Linked DNA regions of Zea mays: region 1 is linked to region 2. Evidence: chromatin contacts called from public Hi-C data. All regions are on one chromosome and are shown on one strand. The core of a region is the stretch at or near the end of the contact, and the rest is flanking DNA. Distances in the headings are between cores, read along the strand shown. Region 1 holds the start of LOC100501516 (probable sucrose-phosphate synthase 5). Region 2 holds the start of LOC100304316 (PHD finger protein).

What was found. Hi-C and Micro-C count contacts between places; a contact is called where the count stands out from the background.
Region 1: a contact with region 2 is called in a Hi-C map of ear, with 2.5 times the contacts expected there. The contact joins the promoter of LOC100501516 here to the promoter of LOC100304316 in region 2. A contact is called at or near these places in 2 of 25 Hi-C or Micro-C datasets (ear and endosperm).

Annotation. Positions count from the first base shown.
Region 1 is chr4:11,544,558-11,548,975 of Zm-B73-REFERENCE-NAM-5.0, reverse strand. LOC100501516 (probable sucrose-phosphate synthase 5) reads left to right here and starts at 2,285. Exons shown (of 11, transcript XM_008679801.1): 1 at 2,285-2,710; 2 at 2,845-2,934; 3 at 3,239-3,486; 4 at 3,590-3,653; 5 at 3,788-4,418. The coding sequence starts at 2,471.
Region 2 is chr4:11,282,301-11,286,877 of Zm-B73-REFERENCE-NAM-5.0, reverse strand. It overlaps LOC100304316 (PHD finger protein), which reads left to right and starts at 1,400. Exons shown (of 6, transcript NM_001165758.1): 1 at 1,400-1,591; 2 at 1,781-1,875; 3 at 1,960-2,074; 4 at 2,465-2,680; 5 at 3,354-3,959. The coding sequence starts at 1,866.

The DNA.
Region 1 (4,418 bases), core at 1,036-3,535, 260 kb before region 2:
CTTGTTGGGTTGTATATAAAATTAATCCTAAAGTCCATCCGTTACGATATGATTATTATAACACAAATAACGAAGATGATGATTCTGTTAATATTTATCAAGAAGAAGGCGATCTGTCAGAAAATAGAGAATTTACTATATCTGAGGATTTAGGGCTCAATTAAGTAGCTAGTCTCACCATAGATTTGATGGCAGAAGAACCAAGTCCTTCTAGGGCAAGGACTCGTAAGTCACAGAGAATTCTTGAAAATTTTGTTGAAGCAGATTCTGATGCCGATGATTTTTGAAAAGTATATATATTTAAATTCTTGTATATGCATTCCTATTTCAATCTTAATATATATGGACTCAATTATGAAATTTGTGCAGATGATGAGGGTCATGGACAAGCTCAAAGGGAAGAAGCGCGGAGACTGTGGTGACTCCTCGAGGTCACGGTCGACTAGGGGTTCAGGTGGTGGGGATACATCCTCTATGTTGTTCCAGGTATTTAATTTGTTTTATTTTCTTTTCTTCTACGTATGTAATAGTATTATCATCTAATTTTCGAGTACTTGATATATCTCATTGTTGATATGTTTGTAGGGCTCTAAACCCTAAACCCTACAAAATTGTAAATTGTTCGTCGGCCACGTGGCCCCGACGAACTTAACCATTAAGAACGCGGGCACCGTCGAACTTATGACAGCAAATTCGACGGTCCCCGTCGAACTTAAAAACACATGTTCTTAACGTTAAGTTGGACGGTACCCACGTTCTTAATGTTAAGAACGTGGGTACCCACGCTTACTTTTCTAAGTTCGTCCAAAAATCGTCGTCGGCTATATTCGTCGGTAAACCCACGTTCTTATTGTAAGTTTGTCGGCTTATTACATTAAGTTCGACGGTTTGTCACCCACGTTCTTTAACTAGTTTCCTGTAGTGTAAAACAACCATGTTATGAGCCTGCTCGTCGGATCCTCTCGGTCCAGTCCTTGCATCTATCAGTCTGACCCTAATCTTCCCGACACCACCTAAACCAGTCTGCTCGCTGCCCCGTTTCCGCCGTCGACCCATTCCCGATGCGACGCCACCCGACTGCGCCTCTTCCTGGTGCCTCCGTCCCTTGTCCTGTTTTTATCGTGACGTCGATCTGCTCGACAAGCTAGATCTCGCTCGTCGCAACGATATGGCTTGTCCCCTGCGGTCGACGGGCTTGGCGAACTAGGAAACCATGACTCTCATGTGGTATTTTTGTCCCCCTATGAATTTTCGTCCTGCGTCCGACAATGAGCATGGGTTAGCCCCACCCTCTGAGGCCGACGAAATAAGACGACGGATCACAATCCATATGGGATCCAACCCCTGGTATGACGATTTATTTGTCGAACTAGTATAAATCTCACGCCTACCGCGTACACCGTTCGAAGCATACAACACGCACATAAATTTATTTGTCGGAGCGAAAACTACTATCGGAACGGGGGGAGTATGATTTTTTCTAGCTCGTCTGTTGTTGGAGCTACAGCAGTGCCCAACGTACCTTCGTGTCAATTTCGGAATGGTCCTCGAGACGTTACAATTAAGATGATATATGGTAATATACACACATCAGAGAACGTTCAACGGATCCTAATTAAGAGACAGGGAGAAGAAGATGCATGTTCGGCTACAGCTAGTCAGCTACGGCTGCCAGTAATTTGATACAGGGTTTTTTTCCCCTTCTCCTACAAGTTACAGTAGCAAAAGGACTACCGCGTGCTGCAGGTCCATGGCGTGGCCGCCGACCAAAAAACGTGTCACGGCTTAGCAGTTCCTACTAATTCTGTAATTATGTAGTACGTAGGATATAATTAGGGTGGGCATATTCGAGGCATATATGTGAGGTGCCGTGGAAACGTGTGCCAATGCCATGCACGCAGCTTAGCATTTGCATTGCCCTGGCGACGCCGCCGCCGCCCCCATGCCACTTGTGGTGCAGTCGATCGCCGGTCACCGCACCGCATGGGCACTGCCGCTGAAAATCTCTTTCGCTTTATTCCTCTCCCATCGCCGGGATAATATAGGTAGATAAATACCCAAGAATCCTACGGCCACCAATAATAGAATTCTTATATTTTTTCTGTGAAAAAACGAAGCACCGCAAAGGAAGGAATAAAGGAAATATTCCATATCACTATGGAAATAAAGGTTTATTATATCTTTTTTTTTCAATTTTTGAATTTTGTATCGATTTATATATCTGTTTAAAAATTGGGGGGAAACAACATGCTCTCCTCGACCCTATAATAGCATATATATATAGGTGGCCGCTTTCTCTCCTCTGCGCGGACTCCTCGACGGACGCCAGCAGCAAAGGAGGAAGGAGCTGAACTGCTGCAGGTAATACATGCATATATAACCCGACCAGCAATCGTTCTGTGCTGTACTTGAGTCGAGGCCGGCGCCGCCGCCGCGGCAGCGAGGAGGAGGAGGAGCAGAGGCGGCGACCATGGCGGCGGGGAACGAGTGGATCAACGGGTACCTGGAGGCGATCCTGGACGCGGGCACGAGGCTGCGCGGGCCGTGGCAGCAGCAGGGCGGCGCGGCTTCGCTGACGGCCGCGCTGCCGAGGCTGCTGGCGGAGGCCGGCGGCCAGCAGGGCGCCGCGGCGTACAGCCCGACGCGCTACTTCGTGGAGGAGGTGGTGAGCCGCTTCGACGACCGCGACCTCCACAAGACGTGGACCAAGGTGCGTAGATACTAGAGGGAAAGAGAGACAGCGCGCGTACGCTGGCGGCGAGCCGATCGGCAGGCCGCGCCTGTCCCCGGTGATCCGTCCGTCTCGCCTCATGAGCAGCGGTGACCGATTCTCGTCGCAAGCAGGTGGTGGCGATGCGCAACAGCCAGGAGCGGAGCAACCGGCTGGTGAACCTGTGCTGGAGGATCTGGCACGTCGCGAGGAAGAAGAAGCAGGTACGGTGCTACTGCTTTCGTTCGGCGGAGGTGCAGTCTGTCTGTCCGCGCATGGCGCGCCTGCTCTGCTTTTTTTTCGGACTCGTTCAAGTTCTTCGTCTGCATGCGTGGTTTGTCCTCCGAAAAAAAATAAACAGAGATGATCTCCAGCTTCGCGCAGTTGTTATCCTGGCCCATAGGGCAGGCAGGCAGGCACCTGGCGTCTCCGATTGTCAACTGTTTTCTTTTTCGTTGTTGATTGACACGTCTCGTCTCCCCCTGTACTGAACTAGTATTTCACTTTTTGTACAATAACCACGAGCAGGTGCAACGGGAGTACGCGCGGCAGCTGGCGCAGCGGCGCCTGGAGCAGGAGCTGGGCAGCCGGGAGGCCGCCGAGGAGCTCTCCGATGGCGAGAAGGACGGCGCCCCCGACGCCGCCCAGCAGCCTGTGTCGGTGGCGGCGCCCGACGGCCGGATCGCCAGGATCGGGTCCGAGGCCCGGATCGTGTCGGACGACGAGGGCGGGGACGGCGGCAAGGACGACAGGAACCTCTACATCGTGCTCATCAGGTATTAATTAACCATGTGATCCGTTGCTGTCCGGCGGCTCCGGGGGATCACTCGCTGCTTGACACGACGCCATAATTTGGTTGCTGTTGTTGTTGCGTTGCAGCATACACGGGCTCGTCCGTGGCGAGAACATGGAGCTCGGCCGTGACGCTGACACCGGGGGGCAGGTCCGTCTCGAATTTCCCCTAGGCACCAAGAACAGAGCCGTTCCAACAAAAAAAAAGATTTTTTTTTCCAATGAAGGCTATACTACCTGTGCCGCTTTGCCATCCTTTTCTTGCGTCGTTTCATTCACGTCCAGGTGAAGTATGTGGTGGAGCTGGCCCGGGCGCTGGCGGCGACCGCCGGCGTGCACCGCGTGGACCTACTCACGCGCCAGATCTCCTGCCCGGACGTCGATTGGACCTACGGGGAGCCCGTCGAGATGATCACCCATCAGGCCGACGACGGCGACGGCAGCGGCGGCGGGGCCTACATCGTGCGCCTCCCGTGCGGGCCCCGCGACAAGTACCTCCCCAAGGAGTCCCTGTGGCCGCACATCCCCGAGTTCGTGGACCGCGCGCTGGCGCACGTCACCAACGTCGCGCGCGCGCTGGGGGACCAGCAGCAGCAGCAGCCCGACGCCGGCGCGGGCGCGGGCGCGGCCGCCCCGGTGTGGCCGTACGTGGTCCACGGCCACTACGCGGACGCGGCGGAGGCGGCGGCGCACCTGGCCAGCGCGCTCAACGTGCCCATGGTCATGACGGGCCACTCCCTGGGGCGGAACAAGCTGGAGCAGCTGCTCAAGCTGGGCCGCATGCCGCGCGCCGAGATCCAGGGCACCTACCGGATCGCGCGCCGAATCGAGGCCGAGGAGACCGGCCTCGACGCCGCCGATATGGTGGTCACCAGCACCAAGCAGGAGATCGAGGAGCAGTGGGGCCTCTACGACG
Region 2 (4,577 bases), core at 151-2,650:
GGCCTGTTTGAGAGCTTTGCTTCAAAAACTTCAGCTTTGGTTTTCCAGTTTCACTATAAAACAGCTCCAGCAAATTGTTAAGGTGAGTTCCAGGAGCGTTTGGTTTGTATATGGGCTCCAACTTCTATAGTACAATTGATTTGTGTGGGTTTCCTTGATTATCCTTGATGATTAGTGGGTTGTCGCCAGAGAGAACGGAACTTGTATGTTGCGTAACCAGTGGCATGGTGGGTAATTTTCGCACACCTTCACGAGGAGATATAAAAACAGTGTTTTTGAAGCACCCTCTAAGAAGCTTCATGAATTTTATGAAACGGGCCTCTAGTTTCGATTTTTTTTAAAACTAAAGCTCGTGGAGCTGGACCTGTTTGGGTGGAAGAAGTTAGAATAAAATTGAAATTCTTGAAGTGAAGCTCTCCCAAACAGGGCCATATATTTTTACTTATTTATTATTTGATATAAATAGTTTATATATATCTTGAGTGTTTATAATAATAACATTTATGTATTAAAAATAATTAAAAATACCTTTATTTAAATCTGGTCTCAGATCCCTAAAATGTCAAGACCCCCGCTGTAGTGTCGTGTACAACGGCTAGCCTAGCGCATGTCAATCAAAACCACCTGTTCAGTAAAAACAATTTGAGTGGTTGTTAGAGAAGTCGAAAATTTTAGTTTTCTGATTAGGGAGAGAATCGAACTCACACAATATCTGATTTAAAGAAGGTGGCATGGACTATTTGTTGCGTACGGTCTGGCCCAGCTATACAAGTATACAACGGCATCCCTCTGCTATTCTAACCTCACGTTCACGGCCCATCGGAAACCAGCCCAGCCCCACCCCTCCCAATTTCTATCCCAGCGACTTTGTTTATGTATGACTTCCCAAATTGAACTCAACCTTCCGAAAACTTTCCATCTCAACCGTCCCGCTCACGCCGCTATCAATATCAGACGTGTACGCGTGCGACTCCTGGACCCAGCAGGCAGCAGGGACAGACTCGTCAATCTCTCGCCACAAACCGACTCCACCCGGACCCGGGTATAAATACACGCCCGCCTCCAATTCTCCACTACGGATCCAAATTCCAAACCGCGCGAACTTCTGCCGCTCAAAATTCCAAATCGTCCTGACTACCCGCGCTTCCCATAATCCTATCCCGCCCGCGCGGCCCCTCTCGGGATTCAAACGCCAGCCGTTTGTCCTCTCAAACCCGATCGGATCTGACCGCCCTCCCAGGCCGTAACAGGATCCCGTCGGTCATGGCCGTGATAAACGGGCGCTCGAAGCGTGTTCGGGTGACGGCGGTGCCGCGCCCTCTGGAGCTGCGGTCGTTCCCGGCCGCCGGAGAGGGGCCGCGCCCGCTGGTCCTGCTGTCGTTCCCGGCCGCCGGAGAGGGGCTGCCGCCGCGTGGTGCGTTTCGCGACTGTGTACGGTCGTTCCTGGCTGGATCCGCGGTGCCGGCGGACGGCGCGTGGCAGGTAGCCTTTGGAGTCGGGAACGGGGTGGTCGTGGTGATGGAGGTGGTGGAAGAGGACGTCGCTAAAACTGGGATCGAGCGGATCTACTGCGATCACTGTACCGTCGCCGGTGAGTGACTCGTATTGTTTGCTGACCCTTCCATAGTCATATCAGCCGCAGTAGTGTGTTCATTTTTGCAGAGCTGTTTTTTCATATCAGTGGACTATTAAAACCAGTAGGGGTGGAGGGACACGTTTAGATCTCTTATGAATATGCTTGGTTAGGGCATCTGGTTATTATACTAAATTAATTTAGTAGACTTGACAGCCTGACTCCTCATTAACCTGCTCGGCCTGCTTCTGTGTGTTCGTCTGAACATGTGTATACATTTTTTCTTCTACAGATGCCAATCGGTAAGCAAATTCTATCAAACGAGATGATGATTGTTATGGCCGGAGAATCTCAATACCATCGCCTTTTCTTTTACAATTTAATAGGCTGGAGTAGACACCCTGTTTGTGGAAGGAGGTACCATTTCATAATTCGGAATGAATACAAAACCTGCAAGCATTGTGACCATTGTGGTCTTATGGCCCAGTCGTTTGGAACACGGTAAGCTGATCTACTTGTAAAATTAGGAATTGCTACTATAGTGTAATAAAAATCAAATCGCTCACAACAATAACCCAAATAGTGAAGAAGACAGTACCGTAACAAGAAATTGTTTGATTCAATGCGCATGTGCATTTCCATTTAGGCAAGCCCCTAGAACTGCAAGCATTGTGGGCTTATGGCCCAGTTGTTTGCAACACGGTAAGCTGATCTACTTGTAAAATTAACAATTGCTACTATAGTGTAGTAAAAATCAAACCTCTCACAACAATAACTTAAATAGTGAAGAAGATAGTACTGTAACAAGAAATTATTTGATTTAATGTGTATGTGCATTTCCATCAAGGCAAGCTTCTAGAAGCACTGATCATTTTTATCATTGATAATCAGGTGCCCGACATGCAAATATGTGATCTCCTCTGATGATCCGGAAGATTGGGACTATAGGCAGTTGGATAATCCACGTCACTTGCTGCATGGTATTGTACATGACAATGGGTTTGGTCACCTTGTTCGGATAAATGGCAGAGAGGGTGGCTCTAGTCTTCTGACGGGGATTCAACTGATGGGTTTCTGGGATTGGCTCTGCAGATACCTTAGAGTCAGGTAAAACCGATTTCCTTTATTTCTGACCACAATGTGACAACGGGGTTAGCAGTTTATGAGTTCACATGAGCCATACTTATGATTATGCACTGCGTGCATGAATCAAAAATCAATTTTCTTTTCCAATTATATTCAAGCTATGAAATGGATGGACACTGGCAGAAATAGAAGACTGTCCAGTGTGCTCTCTTCTTGACCATGACAAAAATATTGTGGAATATAATAGGTTGGACTTTGTGCTTGACATAACCACGAAACAAATTATGACATCAAAACTTCTGCATTCTTGGCTGTTTTCTTAAACCAACTGTAGTATTTAACTGAACTGAACATAAAAGTATAAGAGTAATACAACCCAGCACATTGTAGTTTGATAGATAAGAACATCAGGAAAATGCTGTTTCTAAGATATAAATAATGGAGGTGTGGGCATTAGAAAACAATCTTGAATACATTTTGAGATGACTACTTTAGCAGTTCCAATGAACTATGACAACAGAACAGAAGTAGTTTGCAACTTGCTGTACATCTGAATAGAACTCTAGATGAAGTATGAATTGTTTTATGCACATCTCACGAAGCTATTTACAATACAATTTGTAATTCGTGAAGTCAAATTCACCTGCAACAGTCTCTTGGAAGTGCAGAACTGACATGCAAAGCTTAATTTCAGAAAGGTCTCCTTGATGGATGTCTCTAAGAAGTATGAAACAGATTACCGGATCTTACATGCCATCACTACTGGTCATTCATGGTATGGCCAATGGGGATTCAAACTCAACAAAGGGAGCTTTGGAATTACATCAGAAGAATACTTAAAAGCTATGGACAACCTTTCCTTAACTCCATTATCACACTTCTTCCCGCACTCCCGATATCCTCGAAACCAGCTACAAGATACCATTTCATTCTACCGATCTCTTTCAAAGCAACCTCTCACCACAATTCGTGAACTGTTCCTCTATGTGCTGGGCCTTGCCACCAGCAAGAGTTCAAATATGCACTATGGATCAATGCATAAGGAGCACTCACATACCCATGTGCAAGACACATGGCCTGACGAGGAAATAAAACGTGCAACAGAAATTGCTATAAAGGTTCTTCGTGCTGTTGAGAAAACAAGGTGGGTGACCATGCGAATCCTAAAGGCAGCCATGTACCATTCAATTGGTTCACCGCAGCTAGTGGACTACTGCCTCAAGACCCTTGGTACTAGAACAATTGATGGAATGATGGTTGCAGTTCGATGCAACAGCGATACTAACACCCTAGAGTACAGGTTGGTGATTAATATACTTGCTATTACTTGCTATTATGGTGTTATTTGATTCATGAAATGTAATTTAAATGGCAACGGTAATGATTTATACTCGAGTGTCAGCGTGTGCCGGGTCGGCATGGCCCGCGTCCATCGTGTTTTGCGCAAACTTTTTTTGGGCTAGCACGACATGAAATAATTTCGGGCTGAGTCGTGCTGTGCCTAGATACTAAAACTTAGGTCCGGCCTAGCCCAAAAGCACGGCGGGCCGATGATCCTACCGTGCTGGCCCAAGCACAACAAGAACAAAAAAACTTATGTATATCTAAAAATATATCTTTATATTATTTATAACTTTGCTATAGATTAAAAAAATCATATGAGAAATGGAAATCAATGTTTTTTATACGTCTGAGAAGAGCTAAAAATTATTGGAGTATGGAATAATCATTTAAATGCTACTTTTCTAATTCATGTTTCACTTCGTGCCGTGTTGCCTATCGTGCCTAAGTTTGAGACACGGCACGACTCAACATTTGGGCCGTGCCGGCTTGGACCATTTTTCTTCGTGCTAGGCTGTGCTTTGGTCTTTTATTTTCGTGCTGTGTCGTGCTGGCTTCAAATGGCTCGGCCCAAACT